7 separate regions of the Mus musculus genome follow, and regions 1, 2, 3, 5, 6 and 7 are each linked to region 4. The links are chromatin contacts, called in public HiCAR-type, HiChIP or PLAC-seq and promoter capture Hi-C maps. All regions are on one chromosome and are shown on one strand. Each heading gives the region's core, a stretch centred on a gene start, on an enhancer-like site or on the middle of the called end of the contact. The rest is flanking DNA. Distances are from core to core; before and after follow the strand shown.

Region 1 (3,453 bases), core at 530-3,029, 2.8 Mb after region 4:
ACACCCACCCCACTGTGTCCTTGAACCCCCTTGCTCCCCTCATATGGAGAGACATTTGGAAAAGGAGGGGCTTGACTGAGCCTCCCCTTCTCCAGGAGGTGACCAGCCACCCCTTGCCTCCTTGGAGAGCGGGCCCAGCTTGGCAGGAACCCCGAAGTCTTCTGAAGAAGAGGGGCCTGAGGCATCTCCAGGTGGGATGCATGAAGCTGGTGGAGGTGGGTGGCCTGCTTGCCTTCCTTGGGGAGGGAAGGGCTTGGGGATAGAAAAGGAGTGGGTCCTGTGAGGGCTTAGAACAGGGCATGAGCTGAGTCAGGTGCTGTGCTGGGTTTGGCCTGGAGTCAAGCCTTTGGGGTGCAAAGGGTGGGCCCTAAGGCCCCAGCCAATAGAAATTGTGAATAACTTTGAACGCTGGGCAAGGAAGAAGTTGGGCTCAGGGAAGGAGCTAAAAGTGGGATTTGAAATCTGAATATTCCCAGAGGTAAGAGGGTGACGCGATAGGATTTTGAGCTTGAAACTGGATTTTGGTTAGAGATCCTGTAAAAGTAAAACATGGTTAATTAAAGGTAGGAACGACTTTAACTAATGAATGAGCCGGCTCTTAAGACTTATCTGAAGGCAGGGTTAGCGGTTTTGGGTCAGACCATAGTGGGATTTTAGATCCCACGTAGTAGAAGCAAGAGACTGATCTTGGTCACTTTAACGTGATCAGCCAGGTTACTGCTTGTGTTCATCTTTTAGTTCCCCTGCAGTAGAATAAGATGTGGAGCAGAGGCCAGGAAAGGCTGTCAAAGGAATAGTGAGAGTGGAAGCCAAGGACATCTTCGGAAAGGGGCCAGGCCAAACAGGATAGTTTGGGGTCCTGGGAGGAGTGGATGAGCTCATTACACTAGCACTTCCCAGTAGTCAACAGGGTTAGATTGGAGGGGCTCCTGCTTCAGGGGCCTCCTGAGGGTCGAGTAAGCTGGAGGCCAAGTTGTAGGTGGGTTTGACTGAGGTGCGGGATAGGGTGGGTCGGGCAGGCTGGTCCTCCATTTACCGCTTTTTGTCTCCTTAGAGGTGGGCCCCGAGGGCCAGGAGACGGCGGAGATCACAGACTTCCAGAGGGTGCGTTTCTGCAAGGTGGTGGCGGCTGCTCCGCCGCCGGGGGCTGCCCGCTGACAGCGCCAGCAGACCAGGGTGCCTCGCTCTGTACTAACCTTCAGCTCCTCTGCTTCTGCTACACTCCGTCCAGGCCAGGGTTAAACTTAGTGGGGGAGGAAGCAGGTTAGCAACGAGCCCGGCCCGAGGGGAGTCTTCTAAATTCGCTGAGGACCCAGTGGTGCCAGTCCGACCGCACTCGTCTGGTCGAACCCTCGGAGTCAGTCCCTGTGAGGCCTGGGTGTGCAGGAACCTGCAGCTAGGGATTGAATTAAACGCGTGCTACCGCCAACCTTTGAACTGTGCTGCTAGCTGATCAGGCTAGGCTGCTGTGCTTGGCTGGCGGAAGAGGCGGGACGAGAGTGCTCCTCTCATCCTCACACCTCTCTCCTCCCACCCCGCAGGCCGTCTCGCAGTCCTGAAGATGCTGCTGGGAGGGGCGGCAGCGCAGGTTTGCCTGGCTCCCAGGCTGGCTGCTCTCCTCCCTGCAGTCCACCCTGGATCCCTCGCCTCTAGGGAACAGAAGTTTACGCTGGTGCGGAGTTGCTGGGGAAGGGGCCAGCAGGGGTGATGGAGGGAACTGGGTCTCGGAACTCTCGTAGTAGTCCAGGGATGTGAGACTGGGAGGGCCGGGGCCGGGGCTCGGTGGGCGGGGCTAGCGTTCAGAAGCTCCGTAGGCCTCCGGCTTCAACAGAGTAGGAACCTTAGCTCCGGCGGGCAGAGGGATGCTAGTGTGCAGAGCTGCAGTCGGTCGAAGAAGGAAGGGGTTCGATTAGCGCGGAGAGGGCTGAGGTAGAAAACAGGAATAGGCGGTTGGAAATGTGACAGCTAGGGCGGGAGAAGAGCGAGTGGGCGTGGCCTTGAGGGGGTAGAGCTAAGAAATCTTGATAGTGGTGGGTCAGAGGCGGTAGGGGCGTGTCTAGGATGTAGCTGAGCTGGGGGGGGGGTGCTGTCTGACAAGGCGTGGTCCTGGAAGGGGCGTGGCTTGCTTGAGGCGGTCCTGGGGTGGGGGCGGGGTCGGTGCAGGCTGAGTGGGCAGCGCGATGCGGGGCTCGAGCTGCGTGGGCAGTGGTGGCGAGAGCCCGGGTGGTACGGGGCTGAGCGAGGGTCCCCGTGGCCGATGGCTGCGGCTCGCCCCTGTCTGCGCCTACTTCCTGTGTGTGTCCTTGGCCGCTGTGCTGCTTGCTGTGTACTACGGGCTCATCTGGGTTCCCACGCGGCCGCCTGCGGGCCCCGCCGACCCCCTGCCCAGCGCTGCGGCCGCTCCGTGTGCTCGAGCAGCACCGCCCGCCCCGCCTCCGGCCGCACCCGCATCCTGTTTGCTTGGGGCCTCCGGCGGGCCACGACCGCAGCCAGGACTGCCACGGAGTCGCCGCCACAGTCGCCGCCCAGCTCCGGGAGCGACGCGGGAGACCGCGCGCCGAGCGCCTGGATAGTCTGGCCCGCCCCCACCGTGGCCTGCGTCTGTCTATCTGCACCACCGGGCCTCGCCTGCGCGGCGCCGCCTCTCTCCTTGCCGCGGTCCTGATCCTGCCCGACCTTATTCCACCTTGCTCCTTCCCGGGACTCAGCGCTCATCGGCAATAAACTCCAGCCTCAGCTGGCTTACCTGGTCTGTGGTCGTTGGCCTCGGCCGCTGGTCCCTTCTAGCTCCGTGGCCGCGCGGCCTTAAAGGCTTTCCTCTCTCATTGCTCACATGTAATTTTTGGGTTGGAATGGGGAGAAGCGGCTTGCCAGTTTTCGGGGCCATTGAAGGTCAGATACTGTAAAGGCCTTACCAGTTTTCGGGGTGTCATCTCGTATAGCTTCGGAGACAGTGGTGCGTGCTGGAAACTGCAGTTGGTATAGTTTGCAATGGCAGGGGTAGAGGATGTCACCCGTAAGCTAGCTTGTCCTGGTTTGGGTGGTGACATTTGCTGCTTTGGAAGTGTGGAGCATATAGCTGAACCAAACCAAAACTGGTCTGCATTGCTGTTGGTGCCATGTTGAGACTGGTGTAGCTTCTGATAAAGAAGTCATGCGATTGAGTCCATTTTCCCTTACCCATGACTGTGGCTTGGCCGTAGGCAGGCCTGGGATATACTCTGCTGGCCAGCTGCAAGAAGGGGTTTCCTTTATGGCCTGCCTTCCCCCTAGGCTGGACAGCATCAGGAACCTGAGGCCTCTTGTCAGATGGGAGTGTTACCTGTCCTGCTGGTTCCCTTCTGTCCTACCAGCATCCCCCACGGGATGATGTACAGCAATGTACTTAAATCTCTCTGGTCTTGTAAAAGGAAGACAACACATTGTTGCTCAGAATTAAACTAGTGATCGAAA
Region 2 (3,410 bases), core at 279-2,778, 2.5 Mb after region 4:
GTAAACTTTTTTTTCAGAATATGAAAATTCATTACTGTGTTTCCACTGTAAAATTTTATGATATTGATTTTTCCTTCTTGCCTTTGTAGAGAGCCAAAAGAGACATACATACTGGCTGCCTTAACCACCTTAAAGCAGACTCCAGGAATATCACCCACAGCATGACCTTTTTGACTTCATGAAGTTCTGGCTGCTGGATTTGGTCGAGCCCATGTAATTTTATTTAGCAATGCTTACTGCGTACTCAATACGTGTAGGTCACTCCTTTACACCCCACCCTCATTTAGAGACACAGTAGTTCCCTCTTAACTCCCCTGTTGCTTTCTGATGTTTCAGTTACCGGTGGCTAGGAGGGTCACATCCACATTTCTCTTATTACAGCGTAATATATATTCATCGTTTTTCTATTGTTGTGGGTAATCCTCTGCTAAGAGTAATCCATCAGCTATTATAGATATTAATGTATAAGGGAGATCGCCCATATTTTACTGGGTTCTAGTAGTTCGAGGATTCCCACCATGAATCGTGGCCATAGGGCCTATTATACCTCATTCGATTCTCCAAGCGACCCTTTGGAGTTCAGTATTGTTATCCCACTTTACAGATGAAAAGCCTGGAAAGAAGTGCAAGGCTGGATCGGAAACACGTGCTTCCTTCAGGCATTCCACACTCTGTGAGGCGCCGGGAAAGCCTGTCTTTCACAATCCATCCTTCCGGAGGGCTCCCAGAGGAATACAGAGTTAGAGGGGAGCCCTCTTACATCACCATTCCCCCTGCAAGCACCCAAAGTGACATGTGGTTTGCTGTCATTTGCCCGATGCTGACTTGGGAGACTAGGGCTGCAATGCAGGGCCTGTCCTTCCTCTGCCCGAGACCAAGCACTGGGAGAAATCACCAGTAACTTGTATCAACGCGCCTGGCCCACAGGTTTTTCTTCAGCGCCCGGGAAAGAGCACGTGCCCCCTGTCCCCGCCCACTCTTTTGGGCTGGCCAACGGCGAGCCTGGGTTGGGCTGTGAAGGACCACGCCCCCTTCCCTCGCCCAATTGGTTCACTCGCTGGGTACGCTCCCTCCTTCACAGCCCCGCCTCGCCACCCCACGTTACGTCTGTCCCCCCAACCCCCTCCGTTATCCCGAAGCTGCGGCTCCAGGAGGCGAACCCACCTCCCTCTGCCTTCCATTGGTTAGTGAGGTCCCGCGCGAGCGGGATGGAGCCCTAAGTCCCCGCCCTCACGAGCCGGGCCAAGCCTCTCAGAGATGGCTTTCTCTTGGAGCCGGCGCGGTGTGGGGAGGGGCGGCGGGTACTGCAGCCTGGAACGCGCGACGCCGTGCGCGCCCCCCTTGCGGGCTCCTCCCTCCCTTCGGTGGCTTCGCAGGCTGCAGCCGTCTCTGCGCACGCGCACTCAGCCCACCCCGCGCCCTCCTGTGCCAGTTCGCGGGTGTCCGTCCTCGCGCTGTGTAAATCTGGCGCCGCAGCCGCTGAGGTAGCGGCGTTTTCCTCAGGCGCGCACGCGCACTCGCGCCCTCGGTGTCCGCGCGTGCCTGTCCTCCCGGCCTACGGTCCTCGCGGTGCGCTCGGCCCACAGGGCCGTTATCCACTTCCCAACCCCAGCCCCAGCATCTCTCGCCCCTCAGAAACGCACGCGCACTTGCGAGAGGGTCTCCAGTACGCGCACGGCCGCGGCGGCCGCAGGAAGGAGGCGACAACGCCGCTGCCGCCGCCGCCGCCGCCGCCGCCATTGCGCGGGAGGGAGGGAACGAGCGAGCGAGCGAGGCTGGTCCGCCCTCCCCCTGGTTCCCGCCCCTCCCCCCTTCCCCTCCCCGCCCCCCGCCCCGAGGGAGAGCCGCGGCGCGGCGGGAGGAGGAGGTGGAGGAGGCGGAGGAGGGAGCCCGCGAGGGAGGGTCCGCCCGGCCCCCCGCCGCCGGAGCCGCCACCGCCGCCTCAGCCGCCTCAGGAACGAGTCGCTAGGGGAACATGGCGCCGGGCCCGCCGTCGCTGCGGCTGGGATCGCGGAGGCCGGGGCCGCGCTGAGTGCGCCCCCGAGACTGGTAAGTGTCTCGTAGCTGGCGGAGGGGAATGTGGGGACGGGCGAGGCGCCGGGCGCCGCCCCGCTGCGGGATCCAAGGGTGGGGGGAAAGGCGGGGACCGCGGGGCCCGGAGCCCGCGAACAATGGAGGAGCCGGAGGGGGAGGGGTGGGAGCGCCCCCCCCAGCGCCCCGCGGTCCCCGCGTCCCGGCCGCTGCATGCCCGGGCCCGGCCCGCGCGGCCCGCCTTGCCCTTCCTATTCGCTAGTGTCCCCGCAGCCCTGCAATCCCGGCGTCTGCCTCCACACACGCCCCACCAAACCCGGTGAAGGATCTCGGTGTCTCTCAGCCTCCACTCGAGATACCCGACTCCCAATTCTGAGCCGTCTTCTTTCCCACTTCCTCCCCCACCCCGACCCCCAGTCATACCTACTTCGCCACCTCCTGGAGTCGGCTGTGCTCCTGGGACAGTCTACCTCCTCATTGACCCCTCAGTATCCCCTCTGACGCTCACTTTGAATATCCGTGGCCCTTCTACCTTACCTGTTTTCTGCTAGCATCACTTTTGGGAGGAAATCCCCATTCTCCTTCTTTGGCCTATTTACTGTTATTATCCCTGCGGTAGAACATCTTGCATCCCCAGGAGCTGTCCCTTTAGGACCTGCGGTTCCACCTCCGTGGAGATCCGTATTGGTCTGTTGATACAGGCACTGCTCTACTGCCCTCCCGGTCTTGGCTTTGGACATAATTCCTCCTTGTATTTGGGCCCAACTGCCCCATATTTTGCCGGGTCGCAACACTGAACCTTCTGCACCTCCTAGGATGTCCCTAAGCTCCTTCTCCTACGGTTCTCAGATTCTGATGCGCCTTGCTCGCTTCCTTCCCTTCTCAGTGCTTGCTCCCATTTTGCCATTCAGACCCTGTCCTCTTTTCCAGACCCTTCTGCCTGCCAACTCTGCCCCTGTGCAGGCGCTCTGATCTTGCATGCACTCCCCTGTGGTGCCTGGCTTTTTGCCCTCTTCTTTTTACCCCCTTTTCTGTCCCTTAGGGTGTCTCATTTTTGCCATTTCCTTTAGCAGACCTCTGCCCTAACCCTGACTACTCAGTTGTACTCTCTCTGCACCTCTATTCTCGTTGAGTTTCCTCTCTTTCCCACCTTTATTTCAATGCCCCTCTGCTCTGCTTCATTCATTTGCTCTCTCTCCCCACAAACCCATCACCAGTAAGTTCATCTACACCTAGGACTTGCTGCCTATGTCTTCCTTGCTCCTGGTGTTTCTCTGCACTTTAGATGACTCTGACCCTGATCCTTCACACGCTGCCCATTCTGCCCTTTTCTTCTACCGGCTTTTCCCCTTCATTCTCTTTATTTGGTGCTCTTTCCT
Region 3 (3,239 bases), core at 329-2,828, 2.6 Mb after region 4:
CTACACTCAGGCAGGAAGCCTGTATCAGGTTCATGTCAGCCCTCTCCTAATTAGGGGCTAGTTATCTGGAAGGCCTGTTATTTCCAGGATGCTCTACCACCTTGCTGAATCCCCAGACTTTCAGTTATTTCTTTGTCTTTTGTTTGTTTGTTTGGGGGATTTTTTTTGTTTGTTTTTGTTTTTGTTTTTTGAGACAGGGTTTCTCTGTGTAGCCCTGGCTGTCCTGGAACTCACTCTGTAGACCAGGCTGGCCTCCAACTCAGAGATCTGCCTGCCTCTGCCTCCCGAGTGCTGGGATTAAAGGTGTGCGCCACCACTGCCTGGCTGTTTGGGAGATTTTGTTGTTTGATTTTTTTATTTGTTTTTGTTTTTCAAAACAGACTTTCTCTGTGTAGCCCTGGTCGTCCTAGAACTCACTCTATAGAGCAGTCTGACCTCGAACTCAGCGGCTTCTTTTTACATTCTGTGAGTGCGTGTTGGGGTGGGGGGTCCTCACGTGTGTCAGGGGACAACTCAGGGAATTGGTTCTTTTCTTCCACTGTGTGTGTTCATGGAATCAAGCAGGCCATCTGGGCTGGTGGCAAGCCATTTACCCATGAGACATCTTGCCAGTGCCTGTGTGTGCTCACACGCATTCCATGGTTGCAGCCCATGTGGAGGTCAGAAGGCAGTCTCGTCTCTTCTCGCCTTGTTTGAGACAGTCTCCTGTCAGGTAACCAGGCTGGCCTGCCAGCTTCCCAGGGCCCTCTTGCTGCGCACTGTCGGACTGCTGGTGTGACAGACACACAGCGGGACTACCTTAGACTTTGTGTGGTTTCTAGGGATTTGTACCCAGGTTGGCCTCACACTCTTCCGCCACAAGCTTTATGCTCTGGGCTGGCCATTCTCCCAGCTCAGCCACACTTTAGTTTTTGAGACAGGATCTCCCTCTGGATCCCAGACTGCATTCATTTTATAGCCCAGGCTTGACTCCAACTTGTGCAATCCTCCTGCCTCAGCATCCCAAGTGCTGGGCTTAACAAGTGAGTGCCACCACATCCCGCTGTTTCCCCATTCTCACTTATAAAGGTGGGTGCCCACAAGTTGGGGCTCTAGTTCCAATGGGAGGCATAGAGACAAGACCTTGGGGCCCTGGGCTATATCGTCCCCTTAACAACCAAGACCTGGGTAAACGAAGGAGTCAGGTGCCCAGGCCACGACCTGACCTTAATGGAGTCTGGCATCCTGGAATTCTCACTTGGGAAGAGAGATTGTGAAAGGCCCCGATTTACATCTCTAGAAGGGGCACTGATGTCCGAGTGTCCTTTCCTACTGAACTATGGTGCAGATTGCCCCAAGAGTTCCAAGGGGTGGCTGGGGCGCCGGGGGGAGGGTTCTATAACTGAAGATGGCGATCGTGGTGGGACTCCAGGGTGGAGAGGCTGGCAGAGCTTCCTGATGTGGTCAAACGGTGAGGATACTCAGACACACCAGGCCAACACTATCCCAGATAGTTCCCGGAATGGGAACTATCCAGCAGGCAGGGGCCGCTGTAGGCGGGGCGAAGACAGGCACCGCCCCTCGCCGCCGCTGTCCGTGGTCTCAAAGTCTGCGAGGCCGCCGTGGGCGCCGAGAGCCGGGCTCCCCAGCCCGCGCGCCCCGGGGTCTATGGAGCGGCCCCTCCACGCCACCCAGTGGACCCCACGCCGCGCCCCGAGCACGCCCAGCGGCCAGGTAACCATGTCGGGAGTCCTGCGGGTGCGGGACGCCTGAAGGTTTGGCGGGAGGAAATGGGGACTTCTGGGTCCTGCTGGGATGCGAGGCTGAGAGTCTTGGTAACCTGGAGGCCACGGCATCCGGACACCTATACCGCCGGGATCCAGAAAGTGGTGCATGGTTGTTGGGGTCCTGGTCACAGAGGCTCAGGGGACTGATTAGACGTCAGCGCGTTTTGGGGAGGCTTGGAGGCCACCTGGATGCTGGGGACATGGTCGGCCTGGACGCCTAATCGTGAAGAGGAAAGAACCAGATGGACACGTCCCTGGCTCTAAAGGATCTGGATTCCAGTACCTGGGCCCCGAGTGTCGCGTCCATCCTGGAGTGACCAGCGGTGTCATAGACCAGGGTCTTACGCCCTGGTCTTTAGGGAGGAAGTTGTACATTAGGGATATTTAGCAACCGGGTCAGGTGGCGCCACCCCGAGGGGCTTGAGTGCTTCCTGGGCAGGACTTGGGGTGGGGTCCCTCTGTCCTCCCTGCCTCCTTAGCCCAGGCTAGGAAGTGGGTGTAGCTGCAGACCTGGGGAGTGGGACTCTGGGGATAGCTTTGGGGAACAGGTCCTTCGGGTGCTGGGAGCTATGGGGGGGATGGAGCCCAGAGCGTCTGGGCCCCAGCGAGGAGCCCGCCCCAGCGCAGCTTGGGCATGCTTGGCACGCAGCGCGCGGGCCGGTCCGATCCGTATGCGCGCCGCGTGCGCCCATTGGTATGCGGGAGCCGGCCCGGCGCGGGCGTGAGGCGGGCGCGCTGGCGGGCCGCGCGGGGGAGGCGGCGGCGGGGCACGTCCTCACCCGAAGCGCCAGGGTGGGAACCGCGGCTTCCCAGGAAGGGGAAACTGAGGAACGCATCTAAGGCAGCTCCTGGCTTGACCCTTGGGCACACGCACGCACCTCAGTTTCCCTGGACGTTCTTCCTCCAGGGAACTGAGCCCCACCTGCGACTCCTTCGCACCTGAATTCCCGAGTCCCCGTCGAGATGGCGACCCCCTATCCCAGAAGCGGTGGCCGAGGTGAAGTCAAGTGCGGGGGCGGCCGTGGAGCCGGCGTCCCCTGGGATTTCCTGCCTGGGCTGATGGTCAAGGCCCCGCCCGGACCCTGGTGAGCAAATCTGCCCCTGAATGGCCTCTCCCCCGAAGGCGTGCGGGGGTGGGGGGCTTCACAGCCTTTCAGATGACATTCATCCTCTGGCCTGTGCCCTGACCCATATCTAGACTTCCGTCACCCTCACTTATTGCTGAGTTCTGTTTTTAGTCCCCCAGCTGCGAATTCACCCCGACATTCTCAGGCTAAAGAGAAGGTTCTGTCCCCAGCCCCGTGGCCTGACATCCCAACTGAAGCAGGAGGCTCGCCAGTTCAAGGCTAGCCTGGACAAATAAGAACTTATCGCAAAAGGCAAAAACATTAGCCGGGCGTGGTTATGTACGCCTTTTATCTCGGTGCTCCGGAGGCAGAGGCAAGCTTCTCTCTACAAGTTTAAGGCCAGCCT
Region 4 (3,506 bases), core at 988-3,487:
ATACTAAGACCAAATTGTTTCAAAGTGAATTACAAAGTTGCTAAACTTCCCAGAGAAGACGTCCCCTGCCTGCCCTGACCAAAATGTTAGAGGGTACACTTATACACACATACCACAACAACATCAAGAAAACCAAAAGTCAAAATAACCAAACAAAACCCCAACTCACTTGCCAGCGGCAGTATTTCTAACTCACTGGAAGACTTGGGCAATGGGCCAGACTGGGACAAGTGAATTATTAATATTTGGCTGGAGACAGATTAAGTTTCTGAGCACCTTCCTAGGAGTTTTGCTTAGACTTAGGAACTCAGGAATGGGGAGGACAGGAAAGATAGAACTAGAAAACTCAGGAGAAAGGGGGAGGCAACTTGAGAGCAAGGGACAGCACGTCCCGTGCCCCCTCACTGGGTCCTCTCCTACCTCCTTTATCTGGTTTTGCCCATTCACTTCAGAAACAAAAACATGACCCAGTGATGTAGTTTAGCTGGTAGATCGCTTGCCTAGCATGCACAACACCCCGAGTTTGATCCCCAGTACAGCATAAACCAGGCATGGTAGTGCACATCTATAATCCCTGAAATCAGGATATGGAGACAGGAGGATCAGAAGTTCAAGGCCACCCTCAGCTACACAGTTTTTAGTTGAGTCCCTGTCTCAAAACAACAACAAATAATATCTGGGCACCAGTAGTGATAAACCTCAGCACTCTGGCTCCTGAGGCGGGAAGTTCAAGAGTTAAGAGGCCAGCCTGAGCTACACAGCAAGTCCCAAGACAACACATGTGTACTATATGCACTTAGTCTAAGCACTTTCCAAACATTATCTCCCTAAACTCTCTAGCCTACCAAGGTTATGGATCTCATTTAATAGCTGGACAGATTTCCAAGCTCAGGTCACAGAAAAGACTTAAATCCTATCTGACAGTTGTTCTGGCCGGGTGTCTCCACCAAAGCAGATTCTGACCCAAATTGCAATTGTACATTTACCATTTAATGTTGGCTGACATGGAGAAGATTGCTTAAACTCTCCGTGCCTCTACTTGCTTCCTGTGAAATGAAGATCTACACTTAAGGCACCGCCTGAATCCAGTGAGTTAATACACACACAGCTGAAACCGAACCTGGGCATTTCTTAGAAAAAGATGCTAGCAATAAAGGGGTAGGGCTGGGGACGGGGGTGTCCCCTGCATAAACTGTGGTGTACATAGGCTATTGTCAGGTTTTGAGAAAATGTCTGGGGGGCTGGACTGAAGAATAGGAAATCTTTTAACAACTTGAATCCAGTCAACATTCCTGGGACGGGAGCTTTCCACCAACAGCTTTGACGCTGGGACTTAACTTTCCTAACAAAAATATCAATTTTTATGGAACCTCCCTTTAGCTATCTTCAGAATGGCCTGCTTGTTCTCACCATACATATAAGGTCACAAGAGGGTTACAGAGAGACCTGTGCAGGTCACAAAAGAGAATAAGGAACCTGAAAGCTGGACTGCCCACACAAACCACTATATCTAGATACGACCGGGGCTAGAAGGGTGCTAAAGGTTGTCTCTATGGACCCCATCTGGTCATATCAACCCAGAGTTCTGTGGCTGTCCAGTTTATTGGTAGTTTTTGGTTAGATTAAGACACGATATTGACAGCCACGCTCCTAACTCACGCACCCTACAACGCCTCCTGGTCCTAGAAGCTAACCTGGACCATCGATGACTTCTACCTCCCATCTCTTCAACTGGCCTTGCCGCCCCACCTCGCAATCCCGCAACCCAACCCAATGCATCCGTGGTTAGCCTCTCCCTTCACTCATTTATCCCGGACTCCTATGCCTTTCCATATAACCAGGCTAACTAACCTCCCTCGAAATTACCCACTCAGGGTCTCTGATCTATTCAGCCAGGACTCCAACTCCGCGCCTCACTCCTCCAGCTCCCAATCCCCTTGATAGCTGATTCCAAAGCTCGACTCTCTCCACCTCCAAGACCCCTCCCTAGCCCCCATTCTTCTACTTCCTCGGGCTCCCGTTCCTCTCAATCCCCACCCACAGTGATCTCCCCACACCCAGCCCTTTCTTTAGCCTCAGTTTGCTTCCTCTCGAACCCAAGTCCTGAACACCCCGCTCATACTCTCAAGCACCCGCAGGACCCAGCTTGGGGCTCTCACCATCTCCCCGCGCTGCAGCTCTCCCGACTACGCGGGTTTCCCCCACTCGCTCCTCTCCAGCCTCCCCTTCCGGGTTCTGGCCCCGAAGCCCACTGGGAATTAGAGTACGGGCGGCCATGGACTACAGCTCCCAAGATGCAATACGGTAACTTGGAGGTGGAGTAGGAAACAAACTAGGCGGGCTGAGAGACAGAAACTCTAATTACCAGGAGGCTAAGGGCACACTAAAATACGCAGGCGCAGAAAATTCTCCCGCGAGGGTATCTGGGAAATAGAGTCCAGCCGCCTCCATTTTGGCCCGAGGCCCTTGAAAAGAGAATCGAGGCTACTTCAAAGGGACGTTAGCGAGGGATGAAGAGTTTAGGAAGAACAACTTTATTGATTTATCATGTTAGTTGACAAATAATTAATAATATATGAGTTTTCCCAAACTTTCTCTCCCATTTCTCACCTTCATCTCACTCCCCACACTTGCCTACCACCACCTCCTAATTGGCAAATAAAGAAAACAAGATATCGAAGTGAGGAAAAGCCCAGGCACTATGTTCACATCACAGGTAGAACAGAGCCTCCAGAAGGGCAGGAATCTTGGCAGCATTTCCAAAATGTACGGTTTGAATCTGCCGTGGTGGCACACACTTTTAATCGCACCATTTTGGACGCCGAGGTTAGTGTACCTCTGTGAGTTTGAGACTAGCCTGGTCAAGGGTATGAGACGCTGTGTCAAAAAATAAAGATGAAGCTGGAAAGACTACTCAGAGGTTAGGAAGACATCGCTCTTGCAGAGAATTTGCATTTGCCCCTGAAGATGCCCCTAGAAGCCCCTGTCTAAAACTCCAGCTCTAGGGGCATCTGATGCCTCTGGCATCTGGGGACACCTGCGTGCAGTATTCCTCCCCCCCACCCCCCCAACATGTATACCTAGTTAAAACTAAAATGCTTTTTAAAAATAAATTGTGTAGTTTGTAACCTGAGTTACAAGGTAGTGCATTCCTTGCGTTCCAGACAGACCTGAGACAAAACGGTTACAAGTAGTAGGCAAGCCTGGGCTATATAGCAAGACTGGATCCACACTCAGACACTAAAGGTTACTTTGTTTGCAGCTACAGGAACTGGCATTTCCATGGGGTCTACAAAGCCTCGTTTCAGGGAAAGGTGGCGAAGTTAGCCGCCTGAACAAGGTACTTGACACACAGTGGTCTTTAAGCAGATGCGCCCTAAAGCGAAAGGGTCGGATGGGGACACAGGAGGGCCAGCAGGGGGAGTACAGACACCTCGCGCTTGCGGACACCTGGCAAATCCTGCTGGGGTCTGAGGTAAATAGGTCAGGGGGCGGGGCAAAACAGA
Region 5 (3,343 bases), core at 271-2,770, 2.2 Mb after region 4:
GTGGGGCTGGGCGTCTGGCCTCAGCCCCTTTCCCCATTTCCCATCTGGGGAGGGGGCAGCCGAGGTCAGCAACAGCCAGATCCCCGTCTCCACCCCCACAGCCTCGGCTCAGGTTTCCCTAAACGGGAAGCTCTGACCACACACATGTACACACATAGAGGCTTAGGTACCGGGATGGGATGGGCCAGGGGAGTGGGCTGGGGGAAGGGAAGAGAGATGGAGACAGACATTAGGCAGAAAAACATTGAGGCCTAGAGACAGACCACGACCCCATTTCTAATCTCCTCTGTTTTTGGAAGCTTTACAGGTCTTGGAAGACCATAGAGACAGAGACTGTGTTAAGGAAATGAAACAGAGATGCTGGGGTATGGAAAGGTTGGAGCAACAACCGGAAAGGGTCTCCAGACTCAAGGAGTGATGTAGGGAGGGAGAAAGAGCTGGAGCCTTTTCAATTTGAAAGTCATCATTAGAGTTCCTCGGCGAATCATACTCTCTCTCCCCTCACTCCCTAGCTATCTTCACCTGGCCTCCCCGTGTTACTGAGCCATGGGACCAAGTAGAAGAAAGAAGTGTCATTGGGTTGATCAAAATGCCCCCGGGGGTCCTCAGGGACTGTTCGGGGGTTTCTCAGCAGCCGGTCTCTCTCTCCAGAGGCCTGAAGATTCCCCTTCCCCCACCCCGCCCCCTCCAGGGATCTCCAAGCACCCCGAGACTTAAGGAAAGATGAAGATGGATTCCGGGTAGCGGGGCCCAGAGGGAGGTTATGTTTGAATGCCGGCTGTGTGACCTTGGGTGAGTCTCTTCCTGTCTCTAAGCCTCAGTTTTTTTCTCTGTAAAATGGGGACTTTCAAACCCTCATGAAATAGGAAATCTGTAAGAAGACGAATGTTTGGTTTAACACACACTAGGCATCCAGGACGGTTAACAGGGTCCATGCTGAGTCCAACGGAGGCCGTGCATCCTCCCTATCAGCTCTATTTGGGGGTAGGAAAAGCCAGGTCTCCAGTCTTATCTCTTTCCCCCTGCCTGCTCCCCTACCCTAGGACCGGTGTGCTGAGCATACACTACCAAGACAGACAGACGGACACAGGAGCAGGGAGGTGGGGGAACGAATGGGGGAGGGAGGAATGCATGGATGGACGCACGGACAGGCGACCCCTCACCAGCTGCTCCTCCAGGGCTGCTGCGGCCCTGCGCGCCGCTGCCGCATCCTCGTCCTCCTCGGCGTCCTCCTCGTCCTCAGCCTCGGCGCCCCCCATCCCGGGCTGGGCCAGCCGCAGCGCCTGCTGCACGCGGTACTCCTGCCTCTCTCGGAGCCAATGCAACTCGCAGAGCCCGGCCAGGCTGCCTTCCAACCATCCCCGCAGCCGACCCCGCTCCGGGCTCACCGGGAACGAGAAGGCCCGGATCATGGCTGCGGCCCCCCGCCCCAGCCCGGCCGGGCCCCACGGCCGCCCCTCTCGCCGGTCCCACCTCCCCGCCCCAGCAGCCCGCCCGCCCGCTGGCCGGGCTGTCACCGTCTCATCTGCATAGGCGCCCGCCCATTGGGCCGCCCACCCGCGCCTCATCTACATGACCACGCCCCTGAAGGCACGACAACGACCTACTATTGGTTGTTGCCTTCCGTGACGCAGGGCTCCGCCCCGCCCCATTTTTCCTTAACAACGCATGCCCAGGACTACCTACGGGGGTATCAGACTCGCCACGCCCCTTTGTGCGGCGATCCTGGGGCTGTGGCCACGCCTTCTTTATAATCACAATGAAGCAAGCCCGCCCTTGCTCCAATTTCATTGGTGCCAGTCGCTTGGTTCTGGAGCTGGTTCCGCCCCCTTGCGGGCGAGCGCTGGCTGCCATTGGGCTCTCCAGGTCCAGGGAAGGGTGGTCTATAAATAGAGACTGGATCCACGTGACAGCTCCGCAGCTGCTCTTGCCGCCCCTCCCAAACTTTCAGCTTCTGAGTCTGCGCAGAAGGATCATCAGTGATGATTGAATCCGGATCACGCCTCCTCTTCCAGGCAGCTTTCCCAGACCCTCAGAAGTAAAGCGGATTGAACATCTTACGGTTTGATTATGCTTTTAAGCAGGACCTGTTCAAACCGGCTCTGTAATTCCATCATAGGGGAGGCTGAACCAGGAGGAGAATTGAGAGTTCAAGGCCAGCCTAAACTACATAGTGAATTTCAAGCTAGTTTGGATTACACAGCGAGTTTCTGTCTCATCAAAACAGCACATTTACGGAATTACAAGACCCTGGGTGAAATATTCTATGCTTTGACCAGAAGAGAATCTGAGGTCTTTTTTGTCTTCCAGGTGCGGTGGAGCTGAGTTCCACCAGTCTGAGCTCGCAGGGGCCTTTGTTCACGGTTCTAAGAGGCTTTGTTCTCAGTCTTCTGAGATGCTCTGTTCTCAACGTTCTGAAGTTCTAAATCTGAGCCTGCCTGCTTTCGAAGGCTGCATTCTGCCTCTTCTCACTGGGCAAGCCGGGCTAGCGCCCCCTCACGCGGCCAGCATGTGTCACTACACCCGGTGTGTCGGCAACGTTTGTGAAATAGCCCATTTCTCAGACGGACCTTTGACTCCTTAAAAGCTCAGATCTGGAAGGGAGGATGGGGCCGTAGAATCGCGGTGAGTTCGAGGCCAATCTGGGCTAACTATGACAGCCTGTCATTGAAAGAAAAATATAGTGTGAAACTGTCTTTTATAATGTTTTATGATCATCTGGCAATAACCAACTTTGATGTGGTGAGTCTATGCCACTTTAAGGCAGAGTAACACTAGGAAACGTATTTGGTCTCTCTGTGCTCTTCATCTACATCTAAAAAAAAGTTATTCTGAACGTTTAACAGCATAATTATGTTTTGTTTTGCTTTTTGAGGGTTTCACTAAGTAACCCTGGCTGAACTGTAACTATGTAGACCAGACTGGCTTGTTACTTTCAGACCACCTCTGGGTTGTATCTGACTCCCCCTACTCCAGTGCTCGTATTAAAGGAGTGGGTCACCACGTATAACCCTGTTATTTTTTATTATTTTTTTTTTGGAGTAACAGCTTCTACCACTCATAAAGAACTGAGTCTTGGGCATGGTGAGTCATATCTGTAATCCCAGCACTGGAGAAATGGCTCCGTGATTTAAGAGTGCTGTTGCTCTTCCAGAAGACCTGGGTTCGGTTTCTGGCACACAGAGAGAAAAAGAGGCTCACAGTCCTCTTTAACTCCAGCATCAGAGGATCCACTGTCCTCTTCTGGTCTCCTCAGGCAACTGCACTCTGTGCGTGAGTGCACACATACACCACACACTGAAATATTTAGTCTTGCTGGGCAGTGGTGGCGCACACCTTTACT
Region 6 (3,418 bases), core at 628-3,127, 2.7 Mb after region 4:
TTCAATTCTCAGCAACCACCTGGTGGCTCACAACCATCTCTAATGGGATCTGATGCCCTCTTCTGGTGTGTGTCTAAAGACAGCTACAGTGCACTCACATAAATAAAATTAATAAATAAATCTTTAAAAAAAAGAGAGAGAGAGTTCAAAGCTGGGGCTGGCGAGATGGCTCAGCGGTTAAGAGCACCGACTGGCTCACATCCCTTTTTCATTGCAGCATATACCAGGCTGGGGGAGTCTGTCTTTGCTTCCTATCTCTAGGTGTGAGTGCTGGGATTGAAGACATGCTGACTACCAAATCTGGCTTTCTAAAGAACCAAATTTAAATCCTCACATTTGCAGTCCACTGGTTGGTCTGGAGCTGCTATGTAGATCAGCCTAGCCTCAACTCACAGATCCACCTGCCTCTGCCTTCCAAGTGCTGCTATTAAAGGCATATTAAAGGCATGTGTAACCATACTGGGATTTATTCTAATTTTTTTTTTTTTTGAGGTAGAGTCCTGCTATGTGGTCCAGACTGGCTTTGAACTCTGTTTTTTTTTTTTTAAAGATTTATTTATTATTATATCTTAGTACATTGTAGCTATCTTCAGACACACTAGAGGAGGGCATGTGGTTGCTGGGATTTGAACTCAGAACCTTTGGAAGAGAAGTCAGTGTTCTTAACTGCTGAGCCATCTCGCCAGCCCCAGCTTTGAACTCTCTCTCTTTTTTTAAAGATTTATTTATTAATTTTATTTATGTGAGTGCACTGTAGCTGTCTTCAAACACACACCAGAAGAGGGCATCAGATCCCATTAGAGATGGTTGTGAGCCACCAGGTGGTTGCTGAAAATTGAACTCAGGACCTCTGGAAGAGTAGTCAGTGCTCTTAACCACTGAGCCATCTCTCCAGCCCCAGCTTTGAACTCTTTTTTGTTTGTTTGTTTGTTTGTTTGTTTTTGTTTTTTGAGACAGGGTTTCTCTATATAGCCCTGGCTGTCCTGGAACTCACTCTGTAGACCAGGCTGGCCTCCAACTCAGAGATCTTCCTGCCTCTGCCTCCAGAGTGCTGGGATTAAAGCTCTGGGCAGCCATCATCACCCAGCATCAGCCTTGGTTTTTGACCCAGGATATCTTCATTGGGATATGGGTTTGTTGGTTAGATAAGTGTGGGTCTGAGCAAGGCCCAGAAAACCTTCTCCCAAGTGCTGGGATTACAAATCTGCACTACAAATTTGTTTGTTTGTTTGTTTTGTTTTTGTTTTAAATAGGAATATAGATATTAAACTCAGGCAAGCACTTTACTGAGCCATCTTTTCAGTCCTTGACGGTTTTGAGACAGGATCTCATTCGTAGTAATTCTCCTACTTCAGCCTTGTGAAGGCATGAATGCTGGGATTACAGGCACGAGCTCATAAATTTAGGTTTGCTTCTGTTAACAGGATCTCATGTAACCCAGGCTGGCCTTTAACTTTTGATTCCTTTCACTTATTTTTGTCCAAAAGCTGTGATTACAGGCATAGCCCACCATGATCAATTTGAGTCTTGCATCTTACATAAGGATTTGAGAATGTGTCAGGAGAGGAGAGGGCAGAGAGGAGTCCTTCCTCTTTTTCTGTCCAGGAGGAAAGTCTAGCTTTCTTTTGTTTTATTTTTTTCGCCTCAATAGGTAGTGAGCTCCATGTGTTGTTATTTTAAAGTAGTATCTTTATTTCACCACACCATCGATGCTGGAATCCCGGTGACAACTCGATCCAGATCCGCTTCATAAATGACCGCGTGGACATCCTCGAGGAATCAAAACACCCGCCACTTTTCTTTTTTTTTCTTTTTCCTCTCCGGGATTGATTGGCGTCTCCATCACGTGATGGGGCAGCGAGCGGGCCTTGGAGTCTTCGGTATCCACGTGGTCTCCCGCAAAGCACGGAGGTGGCACTGCGCAGGCGCGGCTCTCTGCGCAGGCGCAAGCGCGTCCCCGGTGCACGGACTCGCTGCTGGCGGTTAGCGAGAGCGGGAGCGGGTGAGCTGAAAGCCGGCGCCATGGTAGAGAAGGAGGAGGCTGGCGGCGGCGGCGGCGGTGGCATCAGCGAGGAGGAGGCAGCGCAGTATGACCGACAGATCCGCCTGTGGGGACTGGAGGCCCAGAAGCGGTGAGGGGCGCCGCGGGCATCCTGCGGGCCGGCGTGTGGGCCCTGAGGGAGTGGGTGCGGCCCTGTTGTGGAGCGGAGGCGGGATTGCTGCACTTGGGTTTCCTAGTGCTTCAGAACTGACGAATGGACGGTGTTTCTGCAAAGTACCGGAGGTGGAGATGTCCCCTGTGTAGTATTGAGAGTGTCCTTGGAGGAGGCGGGGGAGAGGGAGGATTTGAACTTGAGGCTCCCTCGGTGTCAGTACCTGGTGATGGTGGGATTTAGGTGAGGCTTGTAGGGTCTAAGTGGGGTGAGCATTAGTGCAAAATAGGGGGGTGGCGGGCTGAGCTCATTAATTTCTATGCATGGGAACCTGTGTTGGACGCCCTGGGGACTTGACAAACCCCACAGGCTCCTCTAGAGGAGTGCTTGAGGGCAAGTCCTGACAAAGGGACCCCTGGAGAGGCGCAGAGTGGCCCAATTTATTCAGCACACAGCTACAGACGTTGGGTTGTTTGTTTGTTTGTTTGTTTTTCTTTCCCCTTCCCCCAGACCAGGTTTCTCTCTGTGGCCCTGGCTGTCCTGGGCCTCGCTCTGTAGACGATCTCAAACTCAGAGATCTGCCTGCTTCTGCATCCCGAATGAGTACAGGGATTAAAAAGGCACGTGCCATCACGCCTGGCTTCCTTAACATATTCAAGTTATAAATTATATTTTGTGGGGATATGGTTGTTCATATTTTTAATTCTAGTACTCCTGAGGCAGAGGCAGGAGTATGTCTGTGAGTTCGAGGTTAGTCTGAGCTATGTAGTTCCAACACAGCCAGGGCTACCACAGTGAGATCCTGACTCAAATCAAAACAAACTCCAAAGGTAATTGTTTTTATAGCTTAGGCTGGCTTTGAACTTGCAGAGATCTTACTTGTCTTAAGTGCTGAGATAAATACATGCATCATCACACATTGGCTCCCTAGGCATTTTTGGGGGGAGCATTTTTTGGGGGAGAGGTTTTAGAATTTTATGTTTTGACTTCTCTGTACGTTTTCCATGGTGTTGATGTGGATGCCAAAGGACAACTTTGTGAAGTCAGTTCCTTTATGTAGATTTTTGAGGTCTAAACTCAGGTTGCCAGGTGTCCCCCAGGCATTTGAGACAAGCACTTTACTTGGTGAGGCATCTTACTTGGGCTCCTTGAGCATTTTTTATTGAACTAAATAGGCTCCTTCCCAACTTGAAGCTTATGTTTTGATGGGGACTAAGAGCAATATTCATAAATAATAAAGTTCCATAGTGATAAGGCTCTAGGGT
Region 7 (3,446 bases), core at 47-2,546, 2.3 Mb after region 4:
CATCCTGGGACCCCTTCCTATCAAGCTTCCTCCCACCTTTCAATTGCTCCGGGCCAGCCACTCCCCCAAGGTACCCCATGCCAGCTTCCAGTCTTCCTCTCTTCACTCCCTGCACCCAGTGGATGTTAAGAGTGTGTCACCCCACTAGACATCTAGTCCATTCCACCCTGACAGCCAGCATCTGGTTAGGATCCGGAGGCGAGGCGTGGCATATTTATTCGCGCAGACCCCATCCACTTTCTCAGCACTCTGTCCCCCGGGAACCCCGAGTCGCATCGCCCAGACAGGCTCTCTGGGCTTGGGCTCGTCACTCCCACTCGCGGCTCCCGGCAGACTCGGCCCTGCTCAGATCCTCTGACCGGTCCCGGCCCGCGTCCGCCCCGAGGCCCCGAGGACCCCGCCGCCGGCCCGTCGCCGGCCCTGCCCGCCCCCTCCCGGCCGTCCCGGCGGCCATTGCTCCAAGATGGCGGCGGCGGCGGCGGCGGGTGAGGCGAGGCCGGGCCGGGCAGGACTGGGGCGGGGAGCGCGGGAGGGCAGCGGTGGCGCTCACCTGCAGCTCGGCGCGCTCGGCCTCCCAGCGGGCCTTCTCGGCTTCGAAGCGTGCCCACTCGTGTTGGATAAAGTGCAGGATCCCCGGCAGGCTGAGGGGCTCCGGGCCCGCCGTAGGGCCCGGGCTGCCTCCGCCGCCACCTCCTTTTCCTACCGGGCCGGGCCCAGGAGCAGGGCTGGAGGCCGGGGCCGCCGCCGTCGGGTTGGGAGCCGTGCCCGAGCCCAGAGGGCGGCAGGAGGAGGCGGCCGATGCGACCGCGGCGGCCGCTCGCTCCTCCATCATGGAGGCCCCGGGGCCGGCCCGCGCGCCCGCTGTACCTCGCGCGCCTGCGCGGACGCGCAGCTTCACACTTCTACACCCCCGCCTCGTGTGCGCGCGCGCGCGCGCTGGGCGGGCGAGGGGAGCGGGGACAAGCACGGGGCTGGGCGCGAGCCTCGCCCACCCACCCGGGTCGACCCCGGTGGTGCGCGCGGGCGGGGGTGCTGACAGGGAGGGGGAGGGACTGCCTCTACGTAGGCAAAGGACCCAGGGTCCCTCGCAATTGTCTCCTTTGCGGTCGAGAGACCAGACCGGACTTTTTTTTCTGCATTCTCCCCAATGTCAGAGTCCTATCCCCTCCAAATGCAAATACACCCCCATCTCTTTCACTTAGTGAAGAAAAAAAAAACAAAAAACAAAAAAGACGACCTGGGGTGGGGAGTGGGCTCTGACCAGAGGAAGTCGGTTGTCATAATAACCCTATCCAATCTGGAGGCCCCTTCCCAGTTTGCATATGTGGAGTCCCAAACCTCTACTATCATTGCACTAGGAGGAGGTTGCTAAGGTAACCCAAGTCCCTGGTGGTTCTTCTGACCCTATCCTCATCAGTTACTATAGCAACCTCCCCTCACCTAGAGCTCAGGTAGAAAAAAGGCCCAGCCCCAAAGACATTCCTCTAAGAGGAATGCCTCTGTCCCACTCCTCCCCCAGCCAACCCAGTTGCCATTACCATGGTAACCATCTCCCCTTCCCTTATGGAAAGTCCATGGATAAACCAACCAGGTGTTTTTATTTAGAAGACAAGTGCTGCTGTGGGACAGTTGCTATGGTTACAGGGCCTGGACCATTTCCAGGGAGATGAGAAACAGTTAAATCCATGCCCTGGTTACTATAACAGGGCAATCTCCCACAGTCTGATGATCCTAGCAATCAGGTCCTGTAAGATAGGGGATGTTTAGGATTAGCTCCAAAGGATGCATGAGTCTAGAGAAGAGGTTGTCATGGTAACAGTTGCTGTCACTTCTGCCCTTCTGGACACCATCATGGAAGAGGGATAGTTATAGCTTACAATTGATGACTCCTACCCACCACATCACTCCTGAGACGACTGAAGTGGTAACCAGGCTTATGGACTTCAAATAGACAAAAGAGTCTGTGACTTCATTAGCTACTTTCACGGGCGGGTAGAATGAAATTGCACTTTGTTGGGAGGGGCTGGCTCATTTGATGCTTTCTGGTTCCTCCCTCAGCAGGGCAGATGACCCAAGGTGAAACCACTCTTCTTGATCACCCTCAGCCTGAAACCTAGGGAGGTAAGAGTCCCTGGATGTCACAGTAATCACATGGGTAACTGCCCTTTCTATGTCCTTAAAGGCTTTCCTGAATGGGTCTCCTTTTTGTACCTACTGTGATTGAAAAGGCTAAGGCTAATTCCAAGTGATGCATACGCTTAGATTTTTTTCATGTGTTTGTTTATTGTGTGCATGTGCATGTGTGGAAGTCAGAGGCTGAGTTGCCGGAGTTGATTCTTTCCTTGTATTGTTTGGGTTCTGGAGACTAAACTCAGGTCTGCCTTGGTATCAAGAACCTGCTGGGCCATCTTTAAACACTGTTTTGTTGTTGTTGTTGTTGTTGTTGTTGTTGTTTTTCTGACAGTCTCATGTAGCCCAGGCTGGCCTCAAACTCAAGCAGTGGTCAAGGATGACCTTGAATTTTCAATCCTCCTGCCTCCACCTCCCAAGTGCTGGGAATACAAGCATTTAACATCAGACTCAGCGTATATAATGTGTGGGGGAAGAAATGGAAAGCTAGTATGAGCTCAGATTCACTCTCTTCCCTGACCACTTTTCCTAGGCAAGGCCCCATGTTACTCACTCCTGCTCCCGGCTGGTCTCCTACCTTACCACTAAGGTGTGCCTGTCTTCTCAGATCTGCAGAACACAGAGGCTGGGGTTGGAGCTGAGGAGACAGCTCGGTTGGTAGAGCGCTAGTGGATAATGGTAGTGTGTGCCTGTGATCCCAGCCCAGCCTTTGCCTTGTAGCAGTGTCATCCCTCAGCTACATACCTAGTGCAAGGTCAACCTGGCCCACATTGAGACCCTGTCTCAAAAACAAACAAACCCAAAACACCCTGGCACAAAGTACCTACTTGTTGATAAGGTGACTTTCGGCTGGAAAGTCACATGCCATATTCAGCTTTAAGACCACCCATCAGCTTAGCTGTAGTGTAAGAGTTGGGATATGTGATTGCAAACAAGAATTAGCTGGGTGGACAGTGGTATACGCCTGTAATCCCAGCAGTCAGAAGGCAAGAGGTTCTTAGTTCAAAGCCAGACTTCAATACTTAGTGAGACCCCCTCTCAACAAAACAAAACAGTTTTTTGGTTGTGAGACAAGGTCTCTGTACACCAGGCTGGTGTCGGAGTCATGGAGATGCCCCTGTTTCTGCCTCTGGAATGCTGGGATTAAGGCAAGTACCATTGGCTTACTGGTTTGAAGCAGGATTAGTAACCAGCTTCTTCTTGCATCAACTCCCGCGTCCCTCTTTTCAGATGTATGGCTTTAAGCAAGTGCCTTCACCTCTCAGTGCCTCAATTCATTAAGAGTATGAGTGTTTTACCTGCATGCATGTCTACAC

What was found. Promoter capture Hi-C pulls out the DNA fragments that hold promoters and counts their contacts. HiCAR-type assays count read pairs that join an accessible place to other places. HiChIP or PLAC-seq counts read pairs in DNA pulled down with a chosen protein or histone mark. Capture Hi-C pulls out chosen DNA fragments and counts their contacts.
Region 1: a contact with region 4 is called in a promoter capture Hi-C map of adipose tissue, with 5 times the contacts expected there. The contact joins the promoter of Inafm1 here to the promoter of Fbxo46 in region 4. A contact is called at or near these places in 1 of 39 promoter capture datasets (embryonic stem cells), 2 of 115 datasets of contacts at active chromatin or transcription factors (astrocytes and forebrain) and 2 of 9 other capture datasets (adipose tissue and liver).
Region 2: a contact with region 4 is called in an H3K4me3 HiChIP or PLAC-seq map of stem cell-derived neural progenitor cells, with 11 times the contacts expected there. The contact joins the promoter of Arhgap35 here to the promoter of Fbxo46 in region 4. A contact is called at or near these places in 2 of 115 datasets of contacts at active chromatin or transcription factors (embryonic stem cells and stem cell-derived neural progenitor cells) and 2 of 9 other capture datasets (adipose tissue and liver).
Region 3: a promoter capture Hi-C map of hematopoietic stem and progenitor cells shows a contact between it and region 4, with 5 times the contacts expected there. The contact joins the promoter of Npas1 here to the promoter of Fbxo46 in region 4. A contact is called at or near these places in 2 of 39 promoter capture datasets (hematopoietic stem and progenitor cells and hippocampal neurons).
Region 5: a contact with region 4 is called in a HiCAR-type map of astrocytes, with 5 times the contacts expected there. The contact joins the promoter of Dact3 here to the promoter of Fbxo46 in region 4. A contact is called at or near these places in 2 of 39 promoter capture datasets (hematopoietic stem and progenitor cells and liver), 1 of 15 datasets of contacts at CTCF or cohesin (stem cell-derived epiblast-like cells), 1 of 484 Hi-C or Micro-C datasets (B cells) and 7 of 115 datasets of contacts at active chromatin or transcription factors (astrocytes, embryonic stem cells, forebrain and 3 more).
Region 6: a promoter capture Hi-C map of liver shows a contact between it and region 4, with 4 times the contacts expected there. The contact joins the promoter of Sae1 here to the promoter of Fbxo46 in region 4. A contact is called at or near these places in 2 of 39 promoter capture datasets (hippocampal neurons and liver) and 2 of 115 datasets of contacts at active chromatin or transcription factors (astrocytes and large pre-B cells).
Region 7: a promoter capture Hi-C map of liver shows a contact between it and region 4. The contact joins the promoter of Strn4 here to the promoter of Fbxo46 in region 4. A contact is called at or near these places in 1 of 39 promoter capture datasets (hippocampal neurons), 1 of 484 Hi-C or Micro-C datasets (B cells), 7 of 115 datasets of contacts at active chromatin or transcription factors (astrocytes, embryonic hindbrain, embryonic stem cells and 3 more) and 1 of 9 other capture datasets (liver).

The regions. Positions count from the first base shown.
Region 1 is chr7:16,272,018-16,275,470 of GRCm38.p6, reverse strand. It overlaps Inafm1 (InaF motif containing 1), which reads left to right and starts at 1,779. Exons shown (of 1, transcript NM_001136270.1): 1 at 1,779-3,453. The coding sequence starts at 2,181. The coding sequence ends at 2,573. It overlaps Ccdc9 (coiled-coil domain containing 9), which reads left to right. Exons shown (of 14, transcript NM_001382411.1): 13 at 96-215; 14 at 1,055-1,429. The coding sequence ends at 1,158.
Region 2 is chr7:16,613,111-16,616,520 of GRCm38.p6, reverse strand. It overlaps Arhgap35 (Rho GTPase activating protein 35), which reads left to right and starts at 1,528. Exons shown (of 7, transcript NM_172739.4): 1 at 1,528-2,049. Gm29443 (predicted gene 29443) reads right to left here and starts at 2,697. Exons shown (of 3, transcript NR_136928.1): 1 at 2,569-2,697.
Region 3 is chr7:16,475,119-16,478,357 of GRCm38.p6, reverse strand. It overlaps Npas1 (neuronal PAS domain protein 1), which reads left to right and starts at 1,578. Exons shown (of 12, transcript NM_008718.2): 1 at 1,578-1,713; 2 at 2,674-2,851. The coding sequence starts at 2,730.
Region 4 is chr7:19,118,590-19,122,095 of GRCm38.p6, reverse strand. Fbxo46 (F-box protein 46) reads right to left here and starts at 2,237. Exons shown (of 2, transcript NM_175530.3): 1 at 2,160-2,237.
Region 5 is chr7:16,873,494-16,876,836 of GRCm38.p6, reverse strand. Dact3 (dishevelled-binding antagonist of beta-catenin 3) reads right to left here and starts at 1,520. Exons shown (of 4, transcript NM_001081655.1): 1 at 1,164-1,520. The coding sequence starts at 1,412. It overlaps 9330104G04Rik (RIKEN cDNA 9330104G04 gene), which reads left to right and starts at 1,951. Exons shown (of 2, transcript NR_152128.1): 1 at 1,951-2,625.
Region 6 is chr7:16,386,355-16,389,772 of GRCm38.p6, reverse strand. It overlaps Sae1 (SUMO1 activating enzyme subunit 1), which reads left to right and starts at 1,877. Exons shown (of 9, transcript NM_019748.3): 1 at 1,877-2,132. The coding sequence starts at 2,023.
Region 7 is chr7:16,813,739-16,817,184 of GRCm38.p6, reverse strand. Strn4 (striatin, calmodulin binding protein 4) reads right to left here and starts at 1,296. Exons shown (of 18, transcript NM_133789.3): 1 at 551-1,296. The coding sequence starts at 832. It overlaps Fkrp (fukutin related protein), which reads left to right and starts at 453. Exons shown (of 3, transcript NM_173430.2): 1 at 453-485; 2 at 2,059-2,121.